2 separate regions of the Bombyx mori genome follow, and region 1 is linked to region 2. A link is a contact called in public Hi-C data. All regions are on one chromosome and are shown on one strand. Each heading gives the region's core, a stretch centred on a gene start, on an enhancer-like site or on the middle of the called end of the contact. The rest is flanking DNA. Distances are from core to core; before and after follow the strand shown. Region 1 overlaps LOC101738244 (serine/threonine-protein kinase Wnk). Region 2 overlaps LOC101740996 (protein MON2 homolog).

Region 1 (6,093 bases), core at 684-3,183, 120 kb after region 2:
AACAAGAGACATTCGGTCTGTCTGCAGGCATGAACAACGTAAACTCTACGGGCTCGTCGCAGCCGAGCACGCCCAACAAGAGTCACTCGTACAACGACTACATGATCTCCCTGCAACACAAGTTGGCCTCTATATCGAACAGCGTAAGTTACAATATCCTATAGTATTAGGTTTTTGTGATTATTTCACATTTTTGCCAGTTTAGGTTATTATTATTTTTTTATTGTTTAGATGGGTGGACGAGCTCATAGCCCACCTGGTGCTAAGTGGTTACTGGAGCCCATAGACATCTACAAAGTAAATGCGCCACCCATCTCGAGATGTCTCAAGTATAGTTACAACGGCTGCCCCACCCTTCAAACCAAAACGCATTACTGCTTCACGGCAGAAATGGGCAGGGTGGAGGTACCTACCCGTGCGGACTCACAAGACGTCCTACCACCAGTAATTATGCAAATTATAATTTCGCGGATTTGAATTTTTATTACACGATTTTATTATTCCTTCACCGTGGAAGTCAATAGTGAACATTCGTTGAGTACGTATTTCATTAGAAAAATTGGTACCCGCCTGGGATTCGAACACCGGTGCATCGCTCGACACGTATGCACCGGACGTCTTATCCTTTAGGCCACGACGACTTACTTATGTGAATCACCTATGCTTTGCAGAAACATATCGTTCTGTGAATTTAATATAGCCCCTTGAGGTTACTAGAATTGATAGGAAAAAATAAGTAGATACATAGACAAGCTATGGAAATCCCATAGATATTACTACTGGAATTCATGTTTACAACGTTCGGCTGGCGGTGGACACGGGGGGTGGAGGTACTTGTATGGATCAAAGTACTGCTTTTTTTTTTGAATGATTACTTTAAAAGATACGTTGATTATTTTATGCGTTAATCAGGGTCCGGTGTCTCCCGGCTCTCCGCTCGAGTACAGTCCAGCGTTGTCGCCAACGCATCGACAGCACACGCATCATTTGGCTAAGGTATGTATCATTTTGATTTAGAGGCAGTCATGACATAGAAGTTGCCAAACGATCACCAGCGCCCCGAGACTGGAGTACCAGCACTTTTTTTTTTTTAAAAACGAGATGGGTCACCGGAGCCCACAAACATCTACAACGTAAATACCGCCACCCACCTTCAGACATGAGTTCTAAGGTCTCAGTTTTTACAGTACAACGGCTGCCCCGCCCTTCAAACCAAAACGCATTACTGATTCATGGTTGAAATAGGCGGGGCGGTGGTACCTACCCGTGCGGACTCACAAGAGGTCCTACCACCAGTAATTACGACAATTATAATTTTGCGGGTTTGATTTTTATTACACGTTGTTATTCTTTCACCGTGGAAGTCAAACGTGAACATTTGGTACGTATAGAAAAGTTGGTACCCGCCTGCGGGATTCGAACATTGGTGCATCGCTACATACGAATGCACCGGATATCTTATTCATTAGGCCACGACGTCTTCACTATTCGGTCGGTTCACTAAATGCTTTTAGTCTTTATAATAAGTTGAATAGTAGATCACGGCTTGGATTTACTTCTAGCGTACTGATGGCCACGACCGACGGTATGCTCATTAGCCTACAAAGGCAATTTAAAAAAATGTATAAAGTCGCTGGAAATATGGTACTATATACACGCAGAAGTATAATTTCTTAAGATGGTAAAGGGGCATGTCATGACAGATAGATAGGCAGCGACTTGGCTCTGCCCCTGGTATTGCTGAAGTCCATGGGCGACTGTAACCACTCACCATTAGGTAGGCCGTATGCTCGTCTGTCTACAAGGACAATAAAAAAAAGGGATTTGTTTAATTTTATTTTCTGTTCCAACAGTCTGACGTAGAGGCGAGCGAGGTGCATAAGTCCCGCCACGTGTCGCAGCTAGCGGAGCTGGACCACGAGCTCAGCAAGATCAGCCTCCACTACAAGCACGCGCCGCCCAAGGTAGCCTCTCTACTGCTGGTAGCACCTCTTGTGACTCCGCACCAGTAGGTACCACCACCCTGCCTATTTCTGCCGTGTAGCAGTAATGCGTTTCGGTTTGAAGGGTGGGGCAGCCGTTGTAACTATACTGACCTTAGAACTTATCTCAAGGTGTGTGACGCATTTACGTTGTAGATGTCTATGGGCGCCAGTAACCACTTAACACCAGGTGGGCTGTGAGCTCGTCCACACATCTAAGCAATAAATAAATAAAAAGCCCGCCTGAAAACTGCTCAGTGACGTCATGCCGCCTATAACTTATCCTCAGAGTAAATCTTCCAATTTAGTAGCTAAATCTCATCAATGAGTTCGCTGAGGCTCACAAAGGTAATGTGAGTGCCACGTACTTTGATACATGAGTTCGAAATTTGAGACGAAAGTTCAGAAACTGATGTAGCTAAGTGATAAAGGAATAAATGCACATAAGCGTGTGACGTGTGAATATTTCTTCATGTAATTTAATTATAATTCGCTGTTTTCAATATAATGTTTGAATGAACTGTATTTAACTGTTATCCGGTCATCGTTCTCGGGCTCGACGAGTAAAATAACCCACAGACACAGCCCACTGAGTTTCTCGCCGGATCTTCTCAGTGGGTTGCGTTTCCGATCCGGTGGTAGATTCTGCGAAGCACTGCTCTTACGTTCGTGTTAACAACGTCGTCAGGATTGAGTCCCGTGAGCTCACCTACTAGTTAAAGATACGCTAAAATAGCCTCCCAAGGAAAAAAAAACTGTTAAAGTATTTAGTAACGTACCCCCGTGTCTTGTTGCAGGCCGTGTTCATACAACACAGCGCCGAGGAGCACGACCTGCTGTCCAGCGACACCGACACGCCCGTCAACGCTTACGAAGGTACGAACTCTTGTGATACGTCTTGGCGCCGGTGGAGGGGGGAGGGGAGGGGGCATGCAGTAACTGTGTCGGCTGTTGCAGGCGAGGTGGGGGGCGCGGGGCGGTTCGTGGTGTCGCGCGCGGCGCCGTGCGCGGGCTACTCGCTGTGCAGGCTGCTGCAGCACGCAGGTACTGTTGGAGCTGCGGCTTAGTGTTGCCAATTGAATGAATAAGATAAATTAAAATAAAATAAAACGTATAAAATAATATGAAGTCGTCGTGACCTAAAGGATAGGACGTCCGGTGCATTCAAATGTAGCGATACACCGGTGTTCGAATCCCGCAGACGGGTACCAATTTTTCCAATGAAATACGTACTTGACAATTGTTCACGATTGACTTCCACGGTGAAGGATTAACATCGTGTAAAAATCAAAGTCGCAAAATTATATTATAATTTTCTTAATTACTCGTGATAGAACGTCTCAAGAGTCCCCACGGATAGGTATCACCACCCTGCCTATTTCTGCCGGGAAGCAGTAATGCGTTTCGGTTCGAAGGGCGGGACAGCCGTTGTAACTGTACTGAGACCTTAGAACTCATATCTAGGTGGATGGCTGCATTTATGTTGTAGATGTCTATGAGCTCCGGTAACTACTTAACACCAGAGGTGGACGTGTAATAAGTTCTCGCATGGGTATACTAATATATCCGCTGAACTTGACCTTATTATATTTATTTCAATAGGTACTGTTCATACGATGCGCTTAATTGTGTTTAACAAGATTACAAATATAAACAACATTGGCTTAGGTGATCATTTAGAATTAAAGTGAGTTGTTTGGTGCGTTTAGAGAAGGAGAGCGGCGAGGTGGGGTCCGGCGGCGAGGAGACGGAGGGCGGCGAGGGGGCCGACAGCGGGGAGGGGGCGGAGGGCGGCGAGGAGGGGCCCGACACGTACGTCATCACGCCGCGCCGGGGACCCACCTACCTGCTGGACGACGCGCTGGGGGGCGCGCTCGTCGCCATCATCGACCCCACGCCGCACACGCCGGTACGGTAACCACCCCCGCCACTACTACCCGTAGTAGCTAGCAAGCATTCTTATTTATGTGTAAAGAAGCAAAATTATTATTATTGTACTAGCTGACCCGGCAGACTTCGTCGTGCCTCAATCGATAAATAAAAGAACTAAACTTTTGTATAAAATAAACTTAAAACAAACAAAAGGAATCCGTCCGAGGAAAAAACAAAATTGTTATTTTTATTTAATTCCGAAGATTTTCATATTTATCTACCTTTTAAACCTTCTCTGGACTTACACCACAAATAATTCAACACCAAAATTAGCCAAATCGGTCCAGCCGTTCTCGAGTTTTAGCGAGACTGACGAATATCATTCATTCATCATCATTTATTTTTATATGTATAGAATTGCATACAACGTGCTACAAAATACCCCGTAATTTTTTTTTATTATGAAAGCCAAAAATTTTGTCAACCCTAGTAAACTGTCATGTCAGGAAACCAGATTATTTAACAGAAAGGCCTACGTACCTATTTTACCTAATAATTGCCTACTTTAATAGATTTTCTATTTATCATTAATAAATATTTACTACTTCAATTTATGGGTGTCATTATACTCAAGTATTTGCTTCAAGAAATGTCAAGTTGGAAAAAAATATACTGTCGATTCTATGGTCTTTTAAATTTTTTTGTCGTTGTACGAAAGAAATGTACATTCTGCGTAGTTTACTCTTTAATTTTATTGAAATAGGTTTGCTCATCTGGTGTAATTCGTTTCTAAATGATTCTCGTCCACCAGATGGTTGTCTGGAAGAGATTGCTCTTAGCGATATGACCGTCGATTGTACTTCTTTATGTTATGTTTTTTTTTGTTATACCATAAACAATACTGTCTCTCTCAATCTCTTTCAAGTTCAGAGCCTCAAGGTCTACGAACCCATCGAGCACCTTGGAATGTCTCAAGGAAGGGTAATTATTGAAAAGTGAATATTAAACAATAATGTTAATGTAGGAGAGTCCAAAGACCGTCGGCGCGGAGAGCACGGAGGGCGCCGGCGGGTACCTGGTGCTGGGCGACGCGGCGTGCGTGGTGCTGGAGCCGCGGCTGCCGCTGCTGCAGCACGACGGGTTCTCCGCCTACCACGAGCCCGAGCCGCGCGTCCCCGCGCCACCACCAGTACGTACCCACCACCAGACGTGGCGGTAGCCATCATACAACGCAAGATATTCGACAGATACCTGAATTTCGCTTACGACATTTTCAAGAGAAGCTTACATATACAACATGTAACATATTTAACGCACACCCTCAAACACCCCAATTAGACTTTAATAGTATAAACGCTATGCATACACCAAATATTATTTATATGTGCGTTAACATTGATTATTTGTGAAATTAGTTATTCCAATTTCGTGGAAATAAAATGGTCACCGATTCACACTCCGCTGCGCACGCACACACAGACACCTACTCGCCGCGCCGCTTGTTCAATGCACTTTAATGACCGTTTTCGTATTTGTTGTTTTATTTTAGATAATACTGCAATGTCACTTTTCACTTTATCAAAGGCGGTTATTATCTTATTCTTTAGTTCTTCGGCACTTATTGTCTGTGTGTTATAAACTAGTGATTTAATTCGCCCCCACAAAAAAAAGTCGAGAGGCGTCAAATCAGCTGATCTAGGAGGTCACTGACCGAAAAGACATAGCGAAATACGGGAGATATTTTATTTGCACTATCACTTGACCTCTTATCGATAAGGTGGACGCGGCGTGACTGACTTGTCAAAAATATTTTGTTGACTTCGTTGTTTAGATTTTTCTTTGATCACCGCCGACGCAACCGCGTCGCATCGGGATTAGCCTGCCGTTTATTGTAAGAATATTAAGCCGACGAAAGAAAGGGATAGTAATTATTTTTGTATTACGTGGTTTTCTTTTATGTATTGTAGTGTTGTTGTGTGCCGGCGGTCGCTGTTGGTATTGTGTGCGTAGGTATTTTATTTTGTAATAGACTATTAGCCTTGAAATAAGTATCAGATTTATTTAATTAAATAATTTTTTTTTTTACTAATTAGATATTTCATTTTAAAAAGTCTTAATACCCTGACTTACGTTCCATTTTCGTTTTTATGAATTGTTTAGCTAGCTGTGTAGGGTGACTGTAATTTACTTAGTTTTAACTAAATTTTAGAAAAAAAATTTAGTACATAAAAAACAATCA
Region 2 (5,852 bases), core at 3,342-5,841:
ATAAAGTTTATTCTCTCTCATAATAAAATAAACTCATAATAAATTAAATAAAAAAATTTAGCATGTAGTAGGTATGAAAGATTTTTAGGAGCATCCCTAACATAATTGCTACTTATCACCTACTGTTATTGTTGCTACACAGTAACGTTTAAAATAAAATAGAACATATTAAGTAGGCCAAAAAATTTGTTATTTCAACAAAAACACAAGATTTACAGCAAATATTATTAATCTGTATAGATTCTTGAAGACGCGAGCATACGGATCACCTGCGAAAAGTCTCCGATACCTACAGGTTAAATATCTCGATAGCGCCACTATGAAAATGTATATTCATTATATTATCTCAGGAGCTGTTTTTGGCTTCGTTTATTTTCCTTCTAACTGTTATAAACATGTCAAAACTGCAATTTGATTTCCTCTTTCAAGTAGGTATACTAAAAGAGATTTCAACAAGCAGTAATTTCAGATCAATTCCAATTTAATATTAAATAGACGAAACTATGATTTAGAGCATGACCAACACTGTACCGACCTTGGCTCCTACGTTATTTCCACCTACTATAAGTTTAAAAAGCCAAGCCTTACCGTGAGAAGGCTTAATGTGGGCTGTATGTCAATTATTTCAAATCGCATTTCTTATTTCCGATAGAATATCTATATATGAAATTAGGCGGTAAATACCATAACATTCAAATGTCGACGCTTAGTGGTCCGTGAACACGAAAACTGTAGGTATTCGAAATATCGGAAATAATGTATTATTGTGTTATGTATAAAAAAGAATGTATTTTTATTTGTATATTCACCCAAAAACTCGAGAACCATTAGCCGAATTGTTATGAAACTTTGCAGATACAATATCAAAATATACGACATGACCACCCGACGAACATCGTTACGTTAGTGGCGGACTCTCCCGCAGGTGGCAGTGATTTTTTATCTTTTGAAAAATAATTGGAATTCATATGAAACTAGCGACCCGCCCTCGCTTCGCTTCGGAAACTGTAATTTATTATTAATTTCTCCACTATTTAATGGATGTTATTATACATACAAACCTTCCTTTTCAATCACTCTATCTATTAAAAAAAACCGCATCAAAATCCGTTTTAAAGATTTAAGCATACATAGGGACGGAGAAAGCGACTTTGTTTTATACTATGTAGTGATAATGTCGCAGCATTGGAACACCGACTAATATGGTTGGACGTTTTTAAATTTTGAATCACAGATCCGCTTTATTTGAATCTGTGTATAACAAAAGATCAACAGAATTAAAATAAACATACTTCAAAACTATGATAGATTTTTTTAGGTGAAGCGAAGCCGCGGGAACCAGCTAGTGATAATAATAGACATGAGATTGGATTGAAGAATTTGTTTTAAATATGAAGAACGGTAGATCACATACAGAGCGAGCATTATCGGTACCAAAGGCTTTAACCACTTACATTTGAACCGTAGATGCATACAACAGACACAAGAATAGGGTGTCAGGTTCCCACCTTGAAAAAGGGTATTGGAGATTCTAAAATAAAACATACTCACACGGTCAGTTAATATATTTATTCACACGCAAATACAGATGTAATCAGATTACATCAACACAAAAATGACAACTATTTAACATTTATTTAAATAAAAAAATCTGAATACAAACAGTGAAAATGGAAGTTTTATTTACATTGTGTTTCATTAAGTTTCACGTTGTGATATTTTCCCAAAATAAATAAAAATAAAACATTTAATATGAAGAGGAAAGTAATGAAAACAATAAAGAACATTTTATTATTTCATTTTTCTATAAAACAAATATAATCACATCATGAAATTTACCTTAAAGCTAATGTTTATGAACAATATGGCTACCGCTATCGACTTTGAAATAAAAAATAAAAAAAATGATTTCTTAAATTAAATTCAATCGACTGTGAATCTAAATAGGCCTATAAAGACGAATTCGTAAAATGTTTATTTATTTCAATAGTGTTGGTAACTTGTACATAATTGAGTGGTAAGGAATAACAGGCTGTATACAGGGTGCAAAGGGAACGGGGTATGGCTTCTACCTTAATACCTACAATTTTTATTGCTTAGGTAGTGGACGAGCTCACCGACCACTTGGTGTTAAGCGGTCATCGGAGCCCATGGACATCAACAACGTAAATTCCGCAACGTACCTTAAGACCTGAGATCTAAGTCACAGTTTTACAGTACAGTAACCTAACAATAGAAATGATTGTAATTGTCTTGAGTTCGTATATCGCTGAGGCGCAATAGGCATTGAATAAAAAGTAATTAGTGGTTACTAAAAAATATCTGAAAACATATTTATAACATATAATAAATAAATAAAACATATTAAAATATATATTTATTTACTGTGATTTTCAAAGCATCAACATAATCACTGGCATGTAAAAAGTGTAGCCTCTGCCTCAAAGATATTTAATCTGTGAGATGTGATACTTGTCTTTTTTTGGGGACTTTTTGGCGGGAACGCGAGGAGTGAAGTTTTTGTGTTTTGTTTTATTTTGTCTATTTAGTATTTCTTCAGGTTTAAAATGTGTAATAACGGTGGTTTATTAACTGTTTAATATCTGAGAAAGTGCACAAATGTGGGAAAATGAAACAAAGCCGCTAGATGTAACTTATCGGGTTTATCAAAAAAGTCCACTGAATAATTCTCAGTATTTTACCGTTTACTATTTAGTACGTATTTTACTACCATTTTACTGAGATTATATTTCATCCCATCTCATCTCGTTTCATTAATATTAATTCCAATTGATTGCAGTATCAAATCAACTTTATATAATTTTTCGCTCCATATTGTTTTTCATATAACACAATATAAAAAAAAATAGCCTACTATACGGTTTGATAACTTCGTCTTTGAGTGAATATTTTTCGTTTTAATTATTCAAGACGCACATCTAGTGGGGCGGCAAGCGAAAGAGTCTTCGCAATAGGGTCGTTGACCCGTGCACCATGTTTTCAATTCTATTGCGCGCAGTGCAAGATGCAATAATATTACGTTATAGATATTTCAATGAGATTTTTGTTTAATTTTACTACGTAAAGGGTTCTCCGTACTGACACCAGACTTTTTTATTGCTGATAAAAACCAGATGGGTGGACGAGCTTACAACCCACCTGGTGTTAAGTGGTTACTGGAGCCCATAGACATCTACAAGGCAAATGCCGCCACCCACCTTGAGATATAAAGTTCTAAGGTAAGAATAAATTAGTATAATTATAACAGTATAGTTAGAATGGCTGCCCCGCCCTTCAAACCGAAACGCATTGCTGCTTCACGGTAGAAATAGGGAAGCTGGTGGTACCTACCCGCGCGGACTCACAAGAGGTCTACCACCAGTACCACCCGACATTCCTTTCAGTACTTACTTATGTCAAATTACTTGACAATATTTTTTTTTAAATTCATATCATTCCGCATCGAATATCTAATAACAGTATTGGTATAATTCTAAATTAAATTACAAAGAAAATGACACAACTTTAAAGACATTTATTACGATTTTTTTGTTTAATTTTATTAATGAACAAATTTACATTTTGTACAGGTTCGATTGAATGTTCAAGTGCTGTATTTGTGTATTTTTTTAAGTTAATATATAAATATTATATTTTTTAGAAGGTAGATTTGTGTGTGTGTTTATTTCAAAACGACTCGCAATGCTGTAAATGTCAATTAAAACAGTGCTTCGTAAATACTGAATCAAATTATTAATTGGATATCATTAGTAATATTTGTAAATTCAAAACTAATAAAGCAAATACATGCTACTACACTTAAATAAAAATTCTCATTCAAAATTGTTCTGCTAAATAAGGATCATAGGGGATCATGCATTTCAAAAATTTAAATCTTCAGTAAACAAAGTCTTCTATGGGATAGTAAAAATTACGCCTCACTGGCGCAAGATGGCGTTGTTTACTTTTTAACCTATCTAGATAGGCAAAGGGAAAGTACTTACAGGGAACTATGAATAATTTAAAGCAATCATTTAAACCACTATTCATCGTTTAACATTAATTACTTATATTTTAATTCACTAAACGTTTTAGTCTTCGTGTGTTAGTGCAAGATCTTAAGGCTTCGTCAAACAGAGCGCATACTTAACGCGCGCCGAGATGTGTTGAATTTTATTTTAGCCTCCGAGTGAATTTGTATTAAAATACTGGATAATGCCCGAATAATTAATAGAATTAGTTAGAAAATACCCATGCCACATCTGAATCACTCGACATCTTAATACTTTTAAATTTTCAGACTGCTATCGAAAGGCACTATGATTTGGCGGATGTTACGTCGCGTCAAGTAGCGTTGGGTTCATCTAGTCGATTTGTGTGACGTGTAAAGAGCGCGCCGTTAAAACGCGGCGCTAAGTACGCGTTCTGTTAGACGAAGCCTTTAGTTGTGGCCCGAAGTGACGTCATACGTTATATAGTTCGGCCATTTTTGGAATGAGGGCGGCTCGGCTCGTTGTGTGCGGGCCTAGGGCGGCGCCAATAGTGCGGCGTAGTGCAACAGCGCGGCCCGTAGCGCGCCCCCCGCGCCCCGCGCCCGCCCGCTCGCCGCCAGCCGCGCCAACCCACCATACGCGTCTGCACAACGTCACACCATAGAGTAAGATTATATCGACGCTTGAAAGGCAAACGTGACTAAGCGACAATAACTGCTTTGTACATAAATGATAGGCAATAACAATATTTGATGCGCAAAAAAAAGAGTGCGTGTACTTATGTACACGTTAGAAGTTATACTTTATTTTTATTAAATTTATTCCTTTTTTTTATTTAAATTTTAATCAATTTGAAAAAAAAATCGATTAAACAACATCCTCAAACACGCATATTGGACATCCCTTTTCATGACATCGTATAAATTCGGTAATTCTCGGTACGGTTCGGAAAGTTCACCTGCGGCTATATTCAGACTCGCTAAGTTACGTCGGTCGTATTGTAATGAGCGATTTAGTGGGCAACTTCATTCTGTTAATTTTGTGTCACGGTGCGCGCGCATCGTAAAATTTTACTCTCATCAATTTTTAATAACGCGCCTAAAGAAGTATAACTTCAAAAATTCTAGATCTATTAAAATCATTTCAATCCTACAGCTAGATTCGTTAAAATAGAATTTTTGTCAGGTATTTCAACTTTAAATTACTGTACTCTGTACTGTCTACTGTAAAGTTCACGCATTGTCGCTTAGTCACGTTTGCCTTTCAAGCGTCGACATATAACCTAATAGGAGCCCTCTTGGGATGTTTTCAGGGACCCAGTCGACAATACCATCTATTACACCGCTCTCACAAACATACCTCTGTAGCCTTTAGGTATTTGTTAAAACCAGTAGTCCCCTGGTAGTCGAAATTCGACTATAATTAATTGGAATTATAAGTTTGTGATACTATTATGGTTCTATTGTCATAGACATACTTCTATAGGTCACAGATTTCGCCAAGACTACACTATAGGCAAATATAAATAAAGACAAACAATATTTAATCTATTCTCAATTTGACCACAGATTATAAGCAATAAGAAAAGTTTGACAGTGTGTATGTGTAGTGTGTATCAAATACATGGTAGAGTCCAGAGCAACACGCCAGTGTGTGTTCCGATGTGTCATCCTCGTCGCGGTCTGCGCTATGGTGGCACTGCGCCGTCGGTTCCCTTCCGGCTATTTTATGCAAGTACCGGCCGAAGCAACCGTGGCCGGTAAGCATCTGCGTAAGCCGGAAGGTCGCGGCCCACCCAGTCAGCGAGAAACGGGCGGACCGGACCGTACGGAGGCCGGCTGACGGGTCCACCAAACGGCG

The links. Hi-C and Micro-C count contacts between places; a contact is called where the count stands out from the background.
Region 1: a Hi-C map of middle silk gland shows a contact between it and region 2, with 2.1 times the contacts expected there. The contact joins two enhancer-like sites. A contact is called at or near these places in 3 of 7 Hi-C or Micro-C datasets (middle silk gland, posterior silk gland and whole pupa).

What each region holds. Positions count from the first base shown.
Region 1 is chr27:2,093,813-2,099,905 of ASM3026992v2, forward strand. LOC101738244 (serine/threonine-protein kinase Wnk) reads left to right here. Exons shown (of 34, transcript XM_038021020.2): 26 at 28-143; 27 at 913-996; 28 at 1,854-1,964; 29 at 2,780-2,858; 30 at 2,940-3,026; 31 at 3,692-3,891; 32 at 4,879-5,043. Among protein-coding and RNA genes, the nearest start is that of LOC101738380, 18 kb to the right of the region's middle. Within about 2 kb of position 1,934, at least 4 of the 8 cell types and tissues checked have open chromatin away from gene starts, as enhancers often do.
Region 2 is chr27:1,972,605-1,978,456 of ASM3026992v2, forward strand. LOC101740996 (protein MON2 homolog) reads right to left here. Exons shown (of 37, transcript XM_038021034.2): 37 at 1,555-4,635. The coding sequence ends at 4,526. Among protein-coding and RNA genes, the nearest start is that of Tua1, 8.3 kb to the left of the region's middle. Within about 2 kb of position 4,592, at least 4 of the 8 cell types and tissues checked have open chromatin away from gene starts, as enhancers often do.